Regions from separate parts of the Sus scrofa genome. Here regions 2 and 3 are each linked to region 1. The links are chromatin contacts, called in public HiChIP or PLAC-seq and promoter capture Hi-C maps. All regions are on one chromosome and are shown on one strand. Each heading gives the region's core, a stretch centred on a gene start, on an enhancer-like site or on the middle of the called end of the contact. The rest is flanking DNA. Distances are from core to core; before and after follow the strand shown.

Region 1 (3,382 bases), core at 379-2,878:
TACATTTCATCCATTATAAAGATGTTGGAGGCAGAGAACTGTACATCTATTTTCCTAGGATTGTTTCTTTTATATCTTAATAATTCAGATTAGATAGAGTAACAGGTTTTTTTTTCTTTCATTTGTGTCATTCTTTTATTACTAAGGCTGCTGTCCTGCTTTTTAATCTATTGTTGAAAGATTGGTAACTTGTTTGTATTTCATTTCAAGAGAAATTAAATAAAATGCATTACCATATTTTTCAGTAATGAGATATTTCAGAGTGAAGAAATAAGTCAATAGCTTTTCTGGTTTAGTAAGTTTATGTTTTAAATATTCATATCCTGCTTTGTTTCAGGACGACTTCAAGGCTGCTGATATGTTTACTGTTCAAATATCAGGACAGTAATAATCAAGCCTTTAAAACTGTGGGTGAAAAAGCCAGCAAATTTCAGTCATCTTTTATTTATGTAAAGAGATTGTATGTCATTTTACTTCCTGTCCCTTTTCACAGGAACTTTACATATGGACTCTCCTCTTACTAGGAATCTTTATATTGGGAAGCTCTGCGTGAGGTTGAAGTTTTTATGGGGGAACTTGATTAAAACACAGTTGTCTTTAAAGGCGGGTTTGCCACATAAGGTTAGGGGTTGCCAATAAATCCATTTATAGCAACTTCTGTATTCCCTGCTCCAGACACATTATCTGGGTGACCGGTGCACGATTCCCACAGGCCATGCAAGGCAGCAACAGTCTTAGCTGATCCCTCCGTGACCAAGGCTGATTTAAAGGGCTTCGGGTGTGGACTGGGCCGAGCCCCCCAGCCTGAATTGCTTGCCTGGGATCTTGGGGGGACTCCAGAATCTTTGGGCCCTATCCTGGTTTTCCTCTGCTAGGGTATAACAATACATTTTAGAAACTTGGTAATTTAATTTACTGCTGCCAACCGAAACAATAATAGCATCTTTGTGTTTCTCCTACCTCCATACCTCCCTCCTCCCGCCGATACAAGCACGATGTTGGCCCTGCGTAAATACAGCACAGAACAACACAGGGCCACCCCAGAGCGATTGGAGGCTCTGGGACCTGGTCCCAGGGGCGCAGGAGGCAATCACGGGCTCCTGAAAGTCCCTAATTCGCATTTGGGAAAGAAAAAGACACAGCAGGCGAGATGCCCCTTACACCTTCCATCTGCCTGAACTCAATCTTGCTCCAGAAAGTGAATGTTTGAGCGCGCGCGCGCACGTGTGTGTGGTGTGTAGTTAAGTGAGGCAGAGAAAATTCAAGAAAGCCACACAAGTCACCCTAAAGCATCCACCAAAATTTCAGCTTGGTTAATTGCTCCCATATGTCCTCCTCCGCTGCTTTCAAAAAGCAGCAAGGAGGGGGGAGGCCGGGCCACTTCACTGATTTGTAGAGGTTGAAAAAAAGATTATCACCCATCTTGATCCAATCCTGGAGGGGCCTAAGCGAAGCATCGGGGGCCTAGCCCCACTGGGGGAAGGTCGGGGGTGGGGGGACCCTATAGAAAGTTCGCGCACCGCACCCCAGCGGGTCCCAGGAGCTGCCGCAGCCCAGGGCTGGGAGGGGCGCGGGAGGCGCGGCCCGGGCGGGCGCGCGAGAGGAAGGTGCCTTCGGGAACACGCGCAAGGGCGGGGATTCGCGCTGCCAATGAGGCCCGGCTGTGGGCTGTGCGAGGAGGGGGGACGGGCGGGAGCGCAGCCTTAGCTGTGGCAGCTGCGGGAGCAGCGGCCGCCTTGGGAGTCGGAGGAGAGGTAGCCGCGGAGCGCAGAGCTGGCCGCGCCCCGAGGCCCGGCCCTGGGGGTGGGGAGCAGCGCGGAGGAGCTGGAAACTTTCCCTGCAGGTAACTCCCGCCGCTCTGGCGCCGCCGCCGGGCTCCGCGCGTCCGGGGCAGGACCAGCTGCTGCAGTGCAGAGGGGAGCTGGGGGTCCCGGGAAGAGGAGAGGGTGATGGGGAGAGTGGAAAGGCATGTGGGAAAGTTTCTGGAGCCTCCCTGCCCCCCTTCGCTGGGCACACCCGGGAGCTTTCCGGGGATAGGCACGGACATGTTGGGCGCTCCGGGCCTTGGTCCTGGCGTCTCTGGAGAATCGGTGCCTTCTTTTAGCTTCCCCACTGCGACGGACCGAGCGGGCCCCGGGTGGAGCTGGGGTTCGGGGGCACTGGGAACGCGCGGCGGCACGCTCGAGTTTCGGGATCACCCCCGCCCGGCGCGTCTCCGCGCCCCCCTTCCCGCCTCCTCTGTAGCCTCTGGGCTTGGCAAGGGCCTGGCTGCGCCTGGTACCTGGGGCAGGAGAGGCGGGGGAGAGGTGCGCCTGCCACCGTGGGGTCCAGGGCGCCCCGGGAGTGTAGGTGAGCGCGGGTCGCGAAGTTGACGCGTGAACTTAAACCCCAGCAGAGTTGAAAGTATTGCTTCGCTTCCAAGAACATTGCGATGAGTATATCCACGTTTTTTGGGGGAAGGGGTAGGTGAATTAGGATTAGAGATTGAAGGAGAGTTGGAATTGTATTAAGGTTATGTACCCTCCCGTTCTTGGAGAGTGAAGCGTGCTTACTTCTTTTGGGAAACATATATCGGGGGCAAGTTCTTCCTGCAGGACTTTGGGGTGCGGGCGCGCCACGTTGTGGGTGTGAGGGGCTCCCGGCTTTGGCGCTGGAGCTTTCCGGAACGGCTGGCGAGGAAGGAAGCCCTAAGGCATTGTGTGCGGTGTTTGCCGACAGAGACGTCGCTAGACCGGCGTTCTCAAAACTTACTTCACTTATTGTGTGAGGCTCCGGGAGGAAATGCGGCGGTGGCCAGGTAGAAATACGGCGCTGCGCCCGGGGGTTCGGAGGTCACCCGGCTCCGTGACAGTCTTTCCCGTACCAACTCCCTCCAGCCCACCCTTGGCAGCCCCAGATCCCGGTGCCTCGAGGGATGGTACTCGTCTCGGTAGCGCCCTTCCTTGCTGGAATAAACTCGGGGAGGTTAGGAGGGCACCTTCATCTTGAACTTGACCCTAGAAGAATCGAAGTCTGGGAAGGTTGCAAGATAAAGGAAGCTGAATCTTCCCGTGGGATGGGCCTCCCACTCTGGCAAGGAAAGGAAGTGCCTGGTTTAGGATCTTTGAGGAATTGGGTTTAGGACTGCTGAGGTCGTTAACTTGAAATGCCAGACCCTCAGGCTGCAGAAGTTAATCTGTTTGTAGAGATGGGAGAGGAAAGGTGAAACCGGGTTGGTGGGTACAGAGAGTTGGTATTTCTGTGTAGCAGCCATGAAGGCAGTCTGTATCTCTGCTTTCACCAGGTCCGCTACTCTCTCTCTTTTTCCTTCCTGGGTCATCTTTAGTCCTGCCAGGCTGGCACTCCTAGGGTGGGGGAGGGGAAGGAGAAGAAAGCAGTTGGG
Region 2 (3,382 bases), core at 256-2,755, 110 kb after region 1:
CTTTGAGAGAGAGACCCATTCTATTTTATTATTAGTTATTGTTGTTAATCTCTTACTACACCTAGGTTATAAATTAAACTTTATCATAGGTATGTATGTATAGGAAAAAACATAGTACGTAGAGAGTTCAGTACTATCGGTGGTTTCAGGCATGCACCAGGGGTCTTGAAACACAGAGGGAACTACTGTATTTGTACCTCTGCTGTTTCCAGTTGTGTCTCCGTTGATAGAGCTGATGTAGTGGTTTTGAAAACCCCTCCGGCTGTTTCTTTAAGGGAAAAACCTCAAAGCTGATGGGCTGTAAAGTGAAAGTCATTCTGCCCTTTGATTCTTAGACCATGAGTTAATGTCACCAAGGCCCTCTTTCCCTTCCCCCGCTAGGGATGTTTCTTGTAGAAAATGTGGAAATCCTGACACAGAGACAGTACTACTCTTAGTGTTTTGATTTTCTAGTTTTGTTTTTTTTTAAATCTATTCCTCCTAAACCTGAGACCACACATGTGGTCTGCCATTTTTCACTGAATATTATATCATGAGCAAGTTCCAGTTTGCTTGAGGAACTTGATATTTAATGTCCATTGTTTCAGTATTCCATAATTGATTTTTAACTTCTGACTGTTTTATTTATAACTATTTTTAGTTTTTTTTAAATTGTAGTACAAACCAAGCTGTTTTGTTTTTGCTATTAAATGCCTATGAATTTTTAATTTTGCTTGTGATAAAACACAGCAAAATTTGCCATCTTAACCTTTTTTTTTTTTTTTTTTTTTTGTCTTTTGCCTTTTGTTGTTGTTGTTGTTGCTATTTCTTGGGCCGCTCCCGCGGCATATGGAGGTTCCCAGGCTAGGGGTTGAGTCGGAGCTGTAGCCACCAGCCTACGCCAGAGCCACAGCAACACGGGATCCAAGCCGCGTCTGCAACCTACACCACAGCTCACGGCAACGCCGGATCGTTAACCCACTGAGCAAGGGCAGGGACCAAACCCTCAACCTCATGGTTCCTAGTCGGATTCGTTAACCACTGCGCCACGACGGGAACTCCCATCTTAACCATTTTTAAGTGTACAGTTCAGTTAAGTACACACACTATTGTGCACCCAGTCTCCAGAGCTCCCAATTTGAATATTTTTGTTCAGTAATTTTTACACATATCTGATCTCTCAAGAGTGACAGTTTCCCAGAAATGTAAGTATTGAGCTAAATCACTGCATTTTAAAATATTCTTTGTTTTGGCCACACCTGCAGCATGCAGAAGTTCCTGAGCCAGGGATCAAACCCACAACACAGCAGTGACAACACCAGATCCTTAACTGCTAGGCTCGCAGGGCAGTCCTAAAGATTCTTGATACATACTGCCCGGTCACCTTAAGTAAATCTGTGTTGTTTTTTTGTACTTTCTCCAATGTTCTTTGAGCAGCTTCCTTTTGAAGTTAACATCTTTTGGGAATGGTCTTGAATGGACAATGACAGTTGCTGCTTTATCAGGCCTGGCTGTGGACCAGTGAGAATTTGCAAGAGGAGACTGAGAAGTCATTCCATAACCCTCTTCTTTTGAACTTCCCTTCTGTCTGCGCTTCTCAATTTCCGTTTTCTTTCTTTCCTTGTAACTGCAGCAGGGGAATTATCACAGCTGAGTCAGGTCAAGTTCACGATCAGAACAACACTCAGCTGGCTTCTAGTTTTAGCTACAGCTGCAGTCTCTTCTGTATGCGGGTCATGGAGGATCCCAGACAGGTTAGGGTTGGCAAGACCTCTCGAGCACAGCTAGCCGAGCCGCTGGGCAGATAGGGAAGCAGAGACTCATCATAACAGAGCTTGCCCCAGTATGCAAGTTATTGGTGGAGGCTGGCCTAAGTCCAGCCACCCCACCCCTCCAGCATGTTCTCCTCTGCCACTCTGCATTGTTGTCTGTGCATTGTTGACATATGAGCTGTAAATGACGTGGCAGTGTGTTCTGGTTGCAAGCGTGGGGGAGGCTGTAGACTTAAGGTTGTGCACACATGTATCTGGAGGCTTCCTTCCAGGGAAGTAGAGGAAAACCCTGGAAGCAGAATCCCAGTGCACGTCTACTTGTAGAACCAGCTAGTTCTAAGCCTTGCTGTCACTGGTGAGTGGTCAGGTCCACTGATGAGCAGAACATCAGTCGGGGCTCTGACCTTCAGCAAGGATAGTTCCTTCTGCTATGGTGAACTGGACGACATTCTTTTTGTTTTTCCCTGCAGACTTGTTATAGGATCGCCTCCTGCAAGGAGCAGGCAGCCACCTGTGCCTTACTGCTTCCTGCAGCTTTGACCAGGACACACACTTGGTTGTTCTGTGCTCACACACAGACCTGTGTGCATTGGGTTTGTTCCACCGTGAACCTTTGAGTGCTGTTTATTCTCCTGCCTGTGAGGCCTGGTTCACCCACACACAATTTGGCTGTACCATGCACTGATGCCCAGAGATTCTGACTTAATGCCTATGAGGTATGGTCTCTGCACTGGGATTTTATTTTATTTTATTTTTATTTTTTTGCTTTTTAGGCTTGCACCTACAGTATGTGGAAGTTCCCTGGCTAGAGGTTGAATCAGAGCTACAGCTGCCGGCCTATACCACAGCCACAGCAACTCAGGATCCAAGCGGCGTCTGCAACCTACACCACATCTCATGGCAACGCTGGATCCTTAACTCACTGAACAAGGCCAGGGATCAAACCCACATCCTCATGGATATTAGTCAGGCTTATTACCGCTGAGCTGCAATGGGAACTTCCGGCATTGGGATTTTAAAAAAATCTTCCCAGGTGATTCCAATATATAGCAAGGTTCAAGAAACACTGACAAAGAATATGTGATTATCTCATAAAATTCCTTTTCAGTGAAGGTGGATACATGGATATTTGTTATCTTTATTTCCTTAATTTCAGAAAGAAACTTTGTTACAAACTTCATTACAAAGTGTACAAAATAAAGACAGAGTAAATCTTGCTCCTCCCCCCTCCCTCTTAGAAAGACAATCTCTTCTGACACTTGGTTGAATGTCTTTTCTGCCCTGCTTCTGTAGTAAATACGCAGCAGTGACGTATCTGCCCACTCCCCAGCATTGTACATGTAAGATGATCAGTTTACCACTAAGTAGAGAGGGGGAGGAACATTCTTGTATGTTAATACTTAGAGGCATCTCTGATACTTTCATTGGCTAGACTATAAAAGGGAGATTACTACATGAAATTTTTTTTGATTAATGTTTTAATGTCATGAATGGATTATTATATACTTACTGGCCATTTGTATTTATCTTATGGTGTTTGTCTTCTGTTCTACCTGGGCAGTACATAGTTCGTACTGAACTGTCGCAGCTTTCTTGTTTGTCTTAAGGCCCTCTGTCGTATATGTTATGCA
Region 3 (3,382 bases), core at 406-2,905, 68 kb after region 1:
ACATGTTTAGGGAACTAAAGCAGAGTCTCCTGGAGTTTTTTTATCCTGACTAATCGGCCTTGGGAGGATGGACTTGGACATGTGTTGTGCTACGCAAAACAATCCCTAAATCCTGGCACAAAGGGTCTATATTTTGTTTTCTCGTAGATCTCTCCTTCTGCCCTGTCCCTGGAAGGAAATGCTGTTTGTCTTCCATCACAGTTTTCCCTTTTCCATATTTTGGTACCAAGTTTCTTTAGGGAAAGGGTCCCCTTTGGTGAAGGTTTAATGATTTCTAAGTTCCATAGTGATAGTTTGGTTTTACATATCCTATCTTTAGGTCCCAAGGTGTGCACTAGAGGCTGGTCTTATCCATCATTTGATCTTGGGATCCAAGGCTTGGTAACAAAGGCAAGCTTCTAATGCTCTTTGGTCCATGAGAGGAAGTTCATTGCCAAGTTAAGAGGGAGGCTGAGGCCTCAGGTAGGCTGCTAAGTTTCTCTCTCAATTTCTTTATCTCTCAGGGAAGACAGTTATAGTTCCTACCTCCTCCTTGTTGTGAGGACTAAACCAGATACTTCATCATTTGAAAAACATAACAGTGCGGGCCACAAAGTATGTTTGCGTTCCCACCTCTGCTGTTGTTTTCATGATGGCTTGTTGGATTTGTAGCGTGAAGTTCTTCTATTTGTTACAGATTTACTGAATTGATAAGAGGAGATAATGATAAGAAGTCATAACATAAGTCTGAATTGGAAATGAATGTCTTTGTGGTTTTCAATGAATTCTCAGTGCATTGAAAAATAGGCTTTATTCGGTTTGTAAAAAGGCAGAAGGGAGCTGGCTTGGAAAGTTTGACTCCATAAAGACAAGGACCTGCTATTTATTATTTGATATCCAGCTTTGTTGGCAGACTTGCAAACTTTGCTCTACCGGAAAGATGTTTCAGTGAGACTGTGACAACTCAGTACATCTGTGCAACATCATTATATCTAGCTGGGCTTCACATCCACCATCTCTCATTCAAAGACATTCAAGAAACATGTGTTCCTGTTTTCCACTGGGTTCTAATGGGGCTGTTTCTCTTTAAAGGAGGCCTTGGGACCACACACTTATTTTTAGGAAATAACTTTGTAACTATGCTCCATGTACTGTGTATAAGGAACCTTTTCAGTTTGGAGACTGTAGCTTTTGTGACTCCCCCGCCCTCCTGCACCCCCTCCCCCTCCCTGAAAGGAGCGGGATCTATGGGTATATGTATGTGTGTGTGGTTTCCATGCCACTCCACAATACCGATTTTGTTCCTTAGGTCTGAGTTATGTTTCATACTGTCTGTATGTGTTGAGAGGTGGTGACAGAATCCATGATCAAAGGTTTCACTGCCAGATTAAGGGCTTTAATTGAACCTTTCACTGGGTTTTAGAGGGAAAAAAAAAGTCTCTGTTCATACATGGCATGTCACGTAACTTCAAGTGTAAAGCTTAACTTTTTATAGGTTTGATTAAAGTTTTATCTGACTCCTAAAAATGACATTCGTAATCCCCATGCCTAGGAATTACTCTGTAATTCAAAACTTAGGGTTTTTCTTTTTGTTATTTTGGCTCTCGGGTAGGGGTTGAAGGCCTCCAGTTTAGCTCAGAGCTACCATCCCAGCTCTTCTGGAAACTACACAAGGCTTGCAGCTTTCTGGGAAGTTTGGCTGCTGCCACAGCTGAAACAGTGAGCCAGACTTAGGTAATTTTATTAGTCTAGAGAAAGTATTACACTTTTGCAGCTGTTGTTGTAGGTCCTAACCATGAAAACAAAAACTGTCTCAGTTACCCAGGATCCATGAGAAATTGGCAAGGGCCCAATGCAAGTCCGTGTATTTTGGACTCTGAATTATATTTATCTTCACAGGGCATCCCCTGATTTAGGGCACGCAGCTGGGGAATGGTCTGACTGTGTGAGGCAGTGAGGCAGGAGAGGCCAAGCCTGGGTTACCAGCCTCAGTAGGAAGCTTGATCCAGTTAATTGAAAGACTGCACTTGCTAGACCTTAAATTCTTTTTAAAAGGATATGAAGAGCATCTAAGAAAACAAACAAAACCAATGTAAAACATAACTTTCTCGCATGTTCACCTTGGCTTTCCCGCTCCCGTATATTGTCTCACGCTGTAAATTTCCACAGGTCTCTTTCATGCAGGGCCAGGCTGGCTCTTGTGAATGAGTTAATGATTTGGTGGTGATGGACTTTCTTAAGTAGCACTTTTACAGACTACTTTGAAAACTAATCATGGAATTTGGCATGTAATTGCTAATAGTGCATGTGTGGAATACCCAAGCCTGATGATCAGTAAATTACTGCTTAATTTCCTGGATGTCAGTAGTTCCACGAGTGGGATAAAACTGAGCTACTCTTTCTCTAGAAACTCCTGGGCTGTTTGCAGCGCTCTTGGCAAGTCCGAGTAATTGTTCCATTGGGTCTGATTCTCTAGGTCAGGGCCCCTGACTCCTGGATGCACTGCAGAGGGTCTGTGAACTCTGATGGGTGGATAAATTTTTACATTTTAACTTTCACTAATTTCTAACCAAAATGTGGGTTTTCTTTCAGTCGTGAAAATGGGTAATAAACCATGCACTGTCGATAGCACCTGTGGCTTTGGCACATAAACGTTACAGATGTTTGGATAAGGTTGCAGGAGGTAGTTTAAACTATGTTGTGCCTGTCGCTGCTCAGAAAACTGCAGTCGCTCTTAGACCTGCTGTGTCATGTTATTTATGCGTTAAGCAGACATCACTATTATCACAGATTTGCTTTTTGAATGTTTTGATTTCTGTTTCAATTAAATTTATTTTCTTTGTAATCACATTTTCTATATCAAAATCTTGCAGAATATTCTGTTTGGAGGGTCTAGATTGCTGCCACAGTCCATGGCACTTAAGAGGTCACAGGCTCCTGCCTTGAATGACACCCTTCTCTCTTTCCTATCTTCCTTTTAGACCGGATTTGTTAACATTAAAAAAAAAAAAAGAAAGAAAGAAAAGAAAAGAAACAAAAAAGTCTGTATATGTTTGGCTTTTGTTTCTAGCATAACTTGTCTTTGACTTTTTTATCATCTGGACCTCTGATATTCTTCCATTTTGTGGCTGTTGGAGTGGATTAAAAAAAATAAAACCATTCCCATGGGACCTTTCCCATGGTCCCCTGTGGCAGTCCCACTTTGAGACCATGGACTGCAACCAAATGTTTATTGCCTGAGAATGGTTTCCTTTACAAATTTCAGATAAGAGCACAGCGACCCCTGTCTTGATATATCTGCTTTTGCTGTGGGAAGAGATGATGCCCTGCAGCCCATTTGCATTTGATTCCGCTCTCCACTGCGTTATTGCTACAGGCATATCCTAATTTATTTTAGAACTAG

The links. Promoter capture Hi-C pulls out the DNA fragments that hold promoters and counts their contacts. HiChIP or PLAC-seq counts read pairs in DNA pulled down with a chosen protein or histone mark.
Region 2: an H3K27ac HiChIP or PLAC-seq map of skeletal muscle shows a contact between it and region 1. The contact joins the enhancer-like site here to the promoter of TANC1 in region 1. A contact is called at or near these places in 2 of 5 promoter capture datasets (fetal liver and liver), 8 of 47 Hi-C or Micro-C datasets (alveolar macrophages, brain, embryonic fibroblasts and 4 more) and 1 of 2 datasets of contacts at active chromatin or transcription factors (skeletal muscle).
Region 3: a contact with region 1 is called in a promoter capture Hi-C map of fetal skeletal muscle, with 4 times the contacts expected there. The contact joins the enhancer-like site here to the promoter of TANC1 in region 1. A contact is called at or near these places in 2 of 5 promoter capture datasets (fetal skeletal muscle and liver), 5 of 47 Hi-C or Micro-C datasets (alveolar macrophages, embryonic fibroblasts, fetal heart ventricle and 2 more) and 1 of 2 datasets of contacts at active chromatin or transcription factors (skeletal muscle).

Annotation. Positions count from the first base shown.
Region 1 is chr15:65,918,540-65,921,921 of Sscrofa11.1, forward strand. TANC1 (protein TANC1) reads left to right here and starts at 1,629. Exons shown (of 26, transcript XM_021074763.1): 1 at 1,629-1,843.
Region 2 is chr15:66,032,091-66,035,472 of Sscrofa11.1, forward strand. All of the region lies in intron 3 of TANC1 (protein TANC1), which reads left to right. Among named protein-coding and RNA genes, the nearest start is that of TANC1, 110 kb to the left of the region's middle. Within about 2 kb of position 1,506, at least 26 of the 83 cell types and tissues checked have an H3K27ac peak or open chromatin away from gene starts, as enhancers often do. A contact at or near this core is called in liver, omental adipose tissue and skeletal muscle, where this site is marked.
Region 3 is chr15:65,986,611-65,989,992 of Sscrofa11.1, forward strand. All of the region lies in intron 1 of TANC1 (protein TANC1), which reads left to right. Among named protein-coding and RNA genes, the nearest start is that of TANC1, 68 kb to the left of the region's middle. Within about 2 kb of position 1,656, at least 7 of the 83 cell types and tissues checked have an H3K27ac peak or open chromatin away from gene starts, as enhancers often do. A contact at or near this core is called in fetal skeletal muscle and liver, where this site is marked.